Linked DNA regions of Mus musculus: region 1 is linked to region 2. A link is a contact called in public Hi-C data. All regions are on one chromosome and are shown on one strand. The core of a region is the stretch at or near the end of the contact, and the rest is flanking DNA. Distances in the headings are between cores, read along the strand shown.

Evidence for each region. Hi-C and Micro-C count contacts between places; a contact is called where the count stands out from the background.
Region 1: a contact with region 2 is called in a Hi-C map of cerebellum, with 2.1 times the contacts expected there. The contact joins two enhancer-like sites. A contact is called at or near these places in 3 of 484 Hi-C or Micro-C datasets (cerebellar granule neurons, cerebellum and embryonic stem cells).

What each region holds. Positions count from the first base shown.
Region 1 is chr5:68,812,087-68,815,084 of GRCm38.p6, forward strand. No RefSeq gene overlaps it. Among named protein-coding and RNA genes, the nearest start is that of Gm23605, 250 kb to the left of the region's middle. Within about 2 kb of position 1,370, at least 1 of the 459 cell types and tissues checked has an H3K27ac peak or open chromatin away from gene starts, as enhancers often do. A contact at or near this core is called in cerebellum, where this site is marked.
Region 2 is chr5:68,252,971-68,255,988 of GRCm38.p6, forward strand. No RefSeq gene overlaps it. Among named protein-coding and RNA genes, the nearest start is that of Grxcr1, 220 kb to the left of the region's middle. Within about 2 kb of position 1,306, at least 2 of the 459 cell types and tissues checked have an H3K27ac peak or open chromatin away from gene starts, as enhancers often do. A contact at or near this core is called in cerebellum, where this site is marked.

The DNA of each region.
Region 1 (2,998 bases), core at 120-2,619, 560 kb after region 2:
GAACTGCTTGCAGACAGAAGCCTGGTAGAGCTGTTCTCTGAGAGGCTCTTCTAGTACCTGACTAAGACAGATTCAAATAGTCACAAACAACCACTGGGCTGATCCAGGGCATCCAAATAAAAGAGATAGGGAAGAATTGAAGGAGCTGAAGGGGATTGCATTCCCATAAGAGCAACAACAATATCAACTCACCAGATCACTCAGAGCTTTCAGGGAATAAACTACCAACCATAGAGTATACATGGGCTGGTCCGGGCCTCCTGCTACATATATAGCAGAGGACTGCTTTGTCTGGCATCGATGGAAGGGGAAGCTCTTGGTCCTGTGGAGGCTTGTTGGCCCAGCAAAGCAAGATGCTAGGAGGGTGAGGCGGGAGTGGGTGGATTGGTAGCACAGTACCTTCTTAGAGACAAAGGGTGCGGGATGTGATTGGGGGGTTACAGAGGGGAGACCGGGAATGGGGCAACATTTGAAATGTAAATTAAAAAATTGTATAGCTGAAACTAAATTCAGTAAAACTTTAGCAAATAGGTTAACCAGAATTAAAATACTAATGAATCACTATTATCTCTTTATTAGAATGGCTAAACATCAAAGACTGACAGCAATAAATGCTGACAAGGATGTGAAGCAAAAGGAATTGCATTTGTGACAAACTGGGATACAGCTCTAAGACAGCAAGACTAAAACACAGTTTATGAGATAAACATATGACCAGTTCTTACCATGTCATCTAGTAATTCTACCCTTTAATACTTACACAAACAAGTGAAATATAAATGAATGTATTTCACATAGAAAACTATTCACAGCGATTTAAAGAAATAGCATTTAAAACTGTGCTAACTTTTAGGCAATCAAAATGAATTTTGGTAAGTAATTGTAAAAATAAACTGTGTGGTTTTGCCTAGGTAGAGTAAGTTTCTGTATGCTAAAAAGATACACGTATTGAGCTGTAAACAAGTTCAGAAATGAATTTAAATGCATGGTATTAGGTGAAAGAAATAGATATGTAAAAATAGTATATACTACACGATTTCACTCTATGATGGTTTGGAAAATATAAAACTGAGAAATCAGTAAGGAGTTTGTTGATTGCCAGGGATTAGGACATAATGGATTAATAGGTGGAGTTTGTGGCAGTGAAACTATTCTATATGATACGACAGTGGTGCACAAAGTCATTATACATTCATCAAAACACATAGAATGTACAACAGCAAATGAACTTCACATTTGGAGCAAAGGTGATGTGCCAGGGTGGGATCATCACGGGTGACAAATGTGCCTCTCTGGCACAGGAAACTGGTGAGGAGGGAGACTGTGCCAGGCAGACAGACTGTAGATGGAGAAGCCCTGCACTTTTCATTACATTTTGCTGTTAAGTCTTAGAAATCCATAACTCCCAGCATGGTGCTTTGGCATGGTGAGTACTTCTGAATTAGAAGTAATGAAAGGTTTCAGAAAATCCTTCAGAGTTGAAAACACTCTGTTCTTGTTTCTCCCCTCAAGTGCAGACAGAGTCCATATGGCCCCTTCTTTGCAAGTCATTCAGATTTCGTATGGCTCTTGGACATACACATGTCAGTAAACGGTATGTTTTCCCATCTTTCAATCTGTAAATTTTCACTAACCTCAGCAAATTCCATTCAGAGCAGTAGAAGGAGAGTTTAAGATATGCTTAGTTCCTAGATATTAACATATTAACACTAGAATCCTGTACTGCTTTAGTATTATTTTCTTATTTTAATTATTAATACGTAGAAAAAGCAACAAAGTGTGTATAGACAATATAAGAAATGGATTTTAAAGCAGTATTTTTAAACCAATGACACTAATTACTAATTATGATGTATATCATAAACACACATGTGCAGAAAAAGAATAACATTTTTTTGCTCATGCTTTCCTTCAAAGTGACATCTATCCATTGATTCAGTGGTCACCATGGGTTTTATAATACAATTATAGAATTCTAAACAGTAGTCTTTCATTTGAACTGCTTAAGGCAAGATGTGTTTGGCAAGTTACATCCTAGTCCTTCAACTTCTTGGCATTATTCTGCATTATAAGGATACATATGGAACAGGATATTTTGAAATTATTTCCAGAAAGATACTCATGTGCCATGGACCGGGCTCAGTCGGCCCCCCTCAATCTGTGGGAATTAGGGTCTCAGAAAGATGGGCATAGAGTCGGTGAAAATGGGATGACAAACAGACAGGACACAAGGGAGTATGCTGTGTCTGTGTGTAATTTGTTAAATTGAGTATCAAACTTTTTATACAGAAGAAAATAGGGAAGTTTTGTAACATACCGGCAAGGTGCAAAGAGATTACTGGATTCTTATGCAAAACAGAGGAATGCAAACAGGGAAGGACTGGCAGGAACCAACTGGGATAAAATTCAGTGTTAACAACTGGGATCACAAACAGCTCCATAAGATGGAACACAGGGCCCCCAATGGAGAAGCTAGAGAAAGCACCCAAGGAGCTGAAGGGGTCTGCAACCCTATAGGTGGAACAACAATATGAACTAGCCAGTACCCCCAGAGCTCATGTCTCTAGCTGCATATGTAGCAGAAGATGGCCTAGTCGGCCATCACTGGGAAGAGAGGCCCCTTGGTATTGCAAACTTTATATGCTCCAGTACAAGGGAATGCCAGGGCCAAGAAGTGGGAGTGGGTGGGTAGGGGAGCAGAGTGGGGGGAGGGTATAGGGAACTTTCGGGATAGCATTTGAAATGCCTATAAAGAAACTATCTAATAAAAAATAAATAAATTTAAACAACAACAACAACAAACAGCTCCACCTAAGGTCCACTTAATCTTAGAAGCCAGGGGCTGTAGTTACCTGCTCTAGTCTATTGTATACTCTACCTTCCCCCTAGGCCATTATAAATACTTGTATACGGGTGTAACTCAGCTATCTATAGTTCTAAGTATCTACTCTGGTTTCATAATGGTAAATTTCTGTGTAGGGCAGTGACTTAGCTATCC
Region 2 (3,018 bases), core at 56-2,555:
CTGTAGAAAACTAGGTACATAACCCTCTACGTATATGTATACACACACACACACACACACACACACACACACACACACACACACACACACACACACACACATATCATTTTAATCATGAAAGCATTCATGAATTACTTCTACAGAAGCTAACAACAAAAAGCTGTAATTGAAATTATCCAGCATAGGATTAAAATGCTTTCTTCAGTTTTCCTAGATTTTGGTTATGTTCTAGATTAATTCAACCGACGGCTACATTGTTTTGCCAACAGATCACTAAGAAAATTGATACTCTGCTACAGATCAGTGTGTCTTGTACAACGTGGATATGATTTAGCATAATGGAGGAGGGCCTGGGAATCTGAATTTCTAACACGTTTCCTAATGTTAGTATATATGTTCCTCATGTTAAACTTTGGGTAGGACTCCGTATCTGAGCTACCTTCAAGTCCGGTCACTGTGTGACGTTGGCAAAGCCATTTCATGACTTTGATAATGCAGTTATGAACCCAGGAGAAAAATATGGTATAGTGAACTTCCCTTTTGGGAATATGTGCACAGCAACCATCTAAAGATCCTATAAATTCTGAATTATCTGTTAATTTTAATTTACAAATATTTTAATTAGGGCTGGAAAGATGGCTTCGTGGTTAGGGATGCTTACTCTCTTACAAGGACACAGGGTCAGTTCCTCTGTGTGCAGTAGCTGTCAGCATCCTGTAATGCTCTAGGTGATTTGATAGCTCTGTCCTCTGTGGCTCTGGTACACTTATGCACACTGATTTTCAATTAATACCTCTTCCTGTGCCCCAACTTAGACATAATTAAAATAAGAACATTATGTTTAGTGTGTTTTAGATGATTTTTAAATTGAACCCACTGACTTCCAAATTTTTAGCAGTGATTTGTTTACAAAGAAACATTTTATTTCATTTAGACTTTAGCTTATGGCTTGACTTTTAGCCCCAAAGGGAACCCTGAAGCGAATAGAATGCTGGGTCTCTAAGCCTGAGAACTGACAGCAAGTTTACAATCTGGTACAAATAATTCACAGAGAGAAAGAAGGAGGAAAAAGTTCTAAATCACTTAATTACGCAACAGCGACTGAACAAATACCAAGGGGAATTGAGAGAGCAGTTGTGAATCATTTAATTCTGTGACCTTAAACTAAATTAATGTTCTAAGGGTATATGGTAGGCCACTTAGCCCTCTTATTTCCAGTGGGACTAGCCTCAATTAACACTGGCCCTTCTCAGGTCTAAGACCTTGCTGATATATGATTTCTTGTTGACCTCAGTAAAACTCACTCTGCTACCACATACAGTTTGTCCATCTGTGTCTCAGCAGGGCTCAACAACTTACAGTGGTTTACTGGATCGGGCAATTGCTACTTTAGTAATTAATACCTGAGTGTTCAGCAGCTGAGCAGTCTGAATAAATGACTTTTTAGATGTGTAGGCAAATTGAAGCAGGGTGCAAGATTCTTGTGGAAAGGTGGCGCTTTGAATTTTCAAGTCAGTCAAGTAAATGAGCTCTATTCTCTCAGTGCTAACTTTGAAATCCCATCATCTCTTTATCTTATTTCAGCTCCAGAGTTCAAAGCAGAGTGTGAGTCAATTGAGTTTTTGTAGTTTCTGTGACTTTACTAGTATAGTGAAGGTCTTTTAGAACCTTCCATTAGGGGTCATTGAGAAGTGAGGTTAAACACATGGAAAGACAGTTTGGGACTACACTAAATCACTAATGTATGCCACCTGAAAGTTTCTTTGTTTTGTTTTCGTTTTTTGTTTGTTTGTTTTAGGGAAAGTTATTCTGGGTGGAAGAGATGGTTTCTAGATTGTTTCCTAAACTCTTTACTTGTTACTTTGTGATTTCCTGAGAACTAACTTTCAATTCAACTATTAGTGAAATTTTACTTGTTTCAAAATAATATTTCCCTATAGTAAAATTTCAGGAAAACCCTTTTTTCCTTCTCAATGTGAGCAATATTTACTGATTATTTGAACTCTTCAGGCAATTTTGTAAATATTTAAATATCTTGGGTAATTAGTAGTACTAATAACATGCAGTTTTTCTTACAATAGCAGCAATCATGATATGCAAAACTGATATGTATGTTTAGATATATAAATTTCCACATTAACCTTAAAAAGATGACAGGCTGAGGCTTTCTAAAGATGCACTATGCCCAACTTCCATCACAGGAGGAGAGTCTGTGCATATTCTGTGCTTTGTCTTCATTGACTTGTAGCCATTCCATAGCATGGATCTCTGATGTCCCCAGACTTTCCCCGATGAAGAATTAGATTTAAAGTGCTCACCAAGTTCCATTTTACTTCCATAAAACTTGCATGGAACAGACAAGAGTTTCAGGCCTAGATCTTGCTCCTGAGAAGTTAGCACTCTTTTCAAAGCCAGGAGGAGGCAGCTGTGAGGTCTGGGAATGTGTCGAGAGAGAGAATGAAGAGCAACCAAGTGAGTAAGATTTGATATTGTGAAGCTCCCAAAATGTACAAATAGCATACCTCTCATGCTTCAGTTGATAAGAATTCTGTCAAAAGCCATATTTTTCCCTGCTAAAATTGTCTATGGCTTAGGAAGCAATAATTCTTATTGTTGCCAACACAGCTTCCAACCAGCACACCAATCCTTATTACTAGATGGAAAAGATACTGAAGTTGGAACCACTCTGATCACCTCATTAGGTTGACACTGATTTATTTCCCAAGTAACTGTTATGCAAAATGAGAACGTAGGGGATGTAGGTAGATATGTAAATTCCAAAATCCATTGGGTAACAAGAATTTCAAGTTATAAATATTTATAAGGAGAAGAAAATAGAGGAGAACCAGCCTGTTGGCAGAAATGGCAAATTGGAAATGAATACAAGATGGTTAGAAGATGACTTTCAGCATTCTTGCTTCTCAGAGCAGAATACAAGATATCAACAGAGACAGGAGCTTGCACAGACCCCTTAGCCAGATGCTGGGCAGAGAAATTTAGGGACCTGTAAACTCTCTG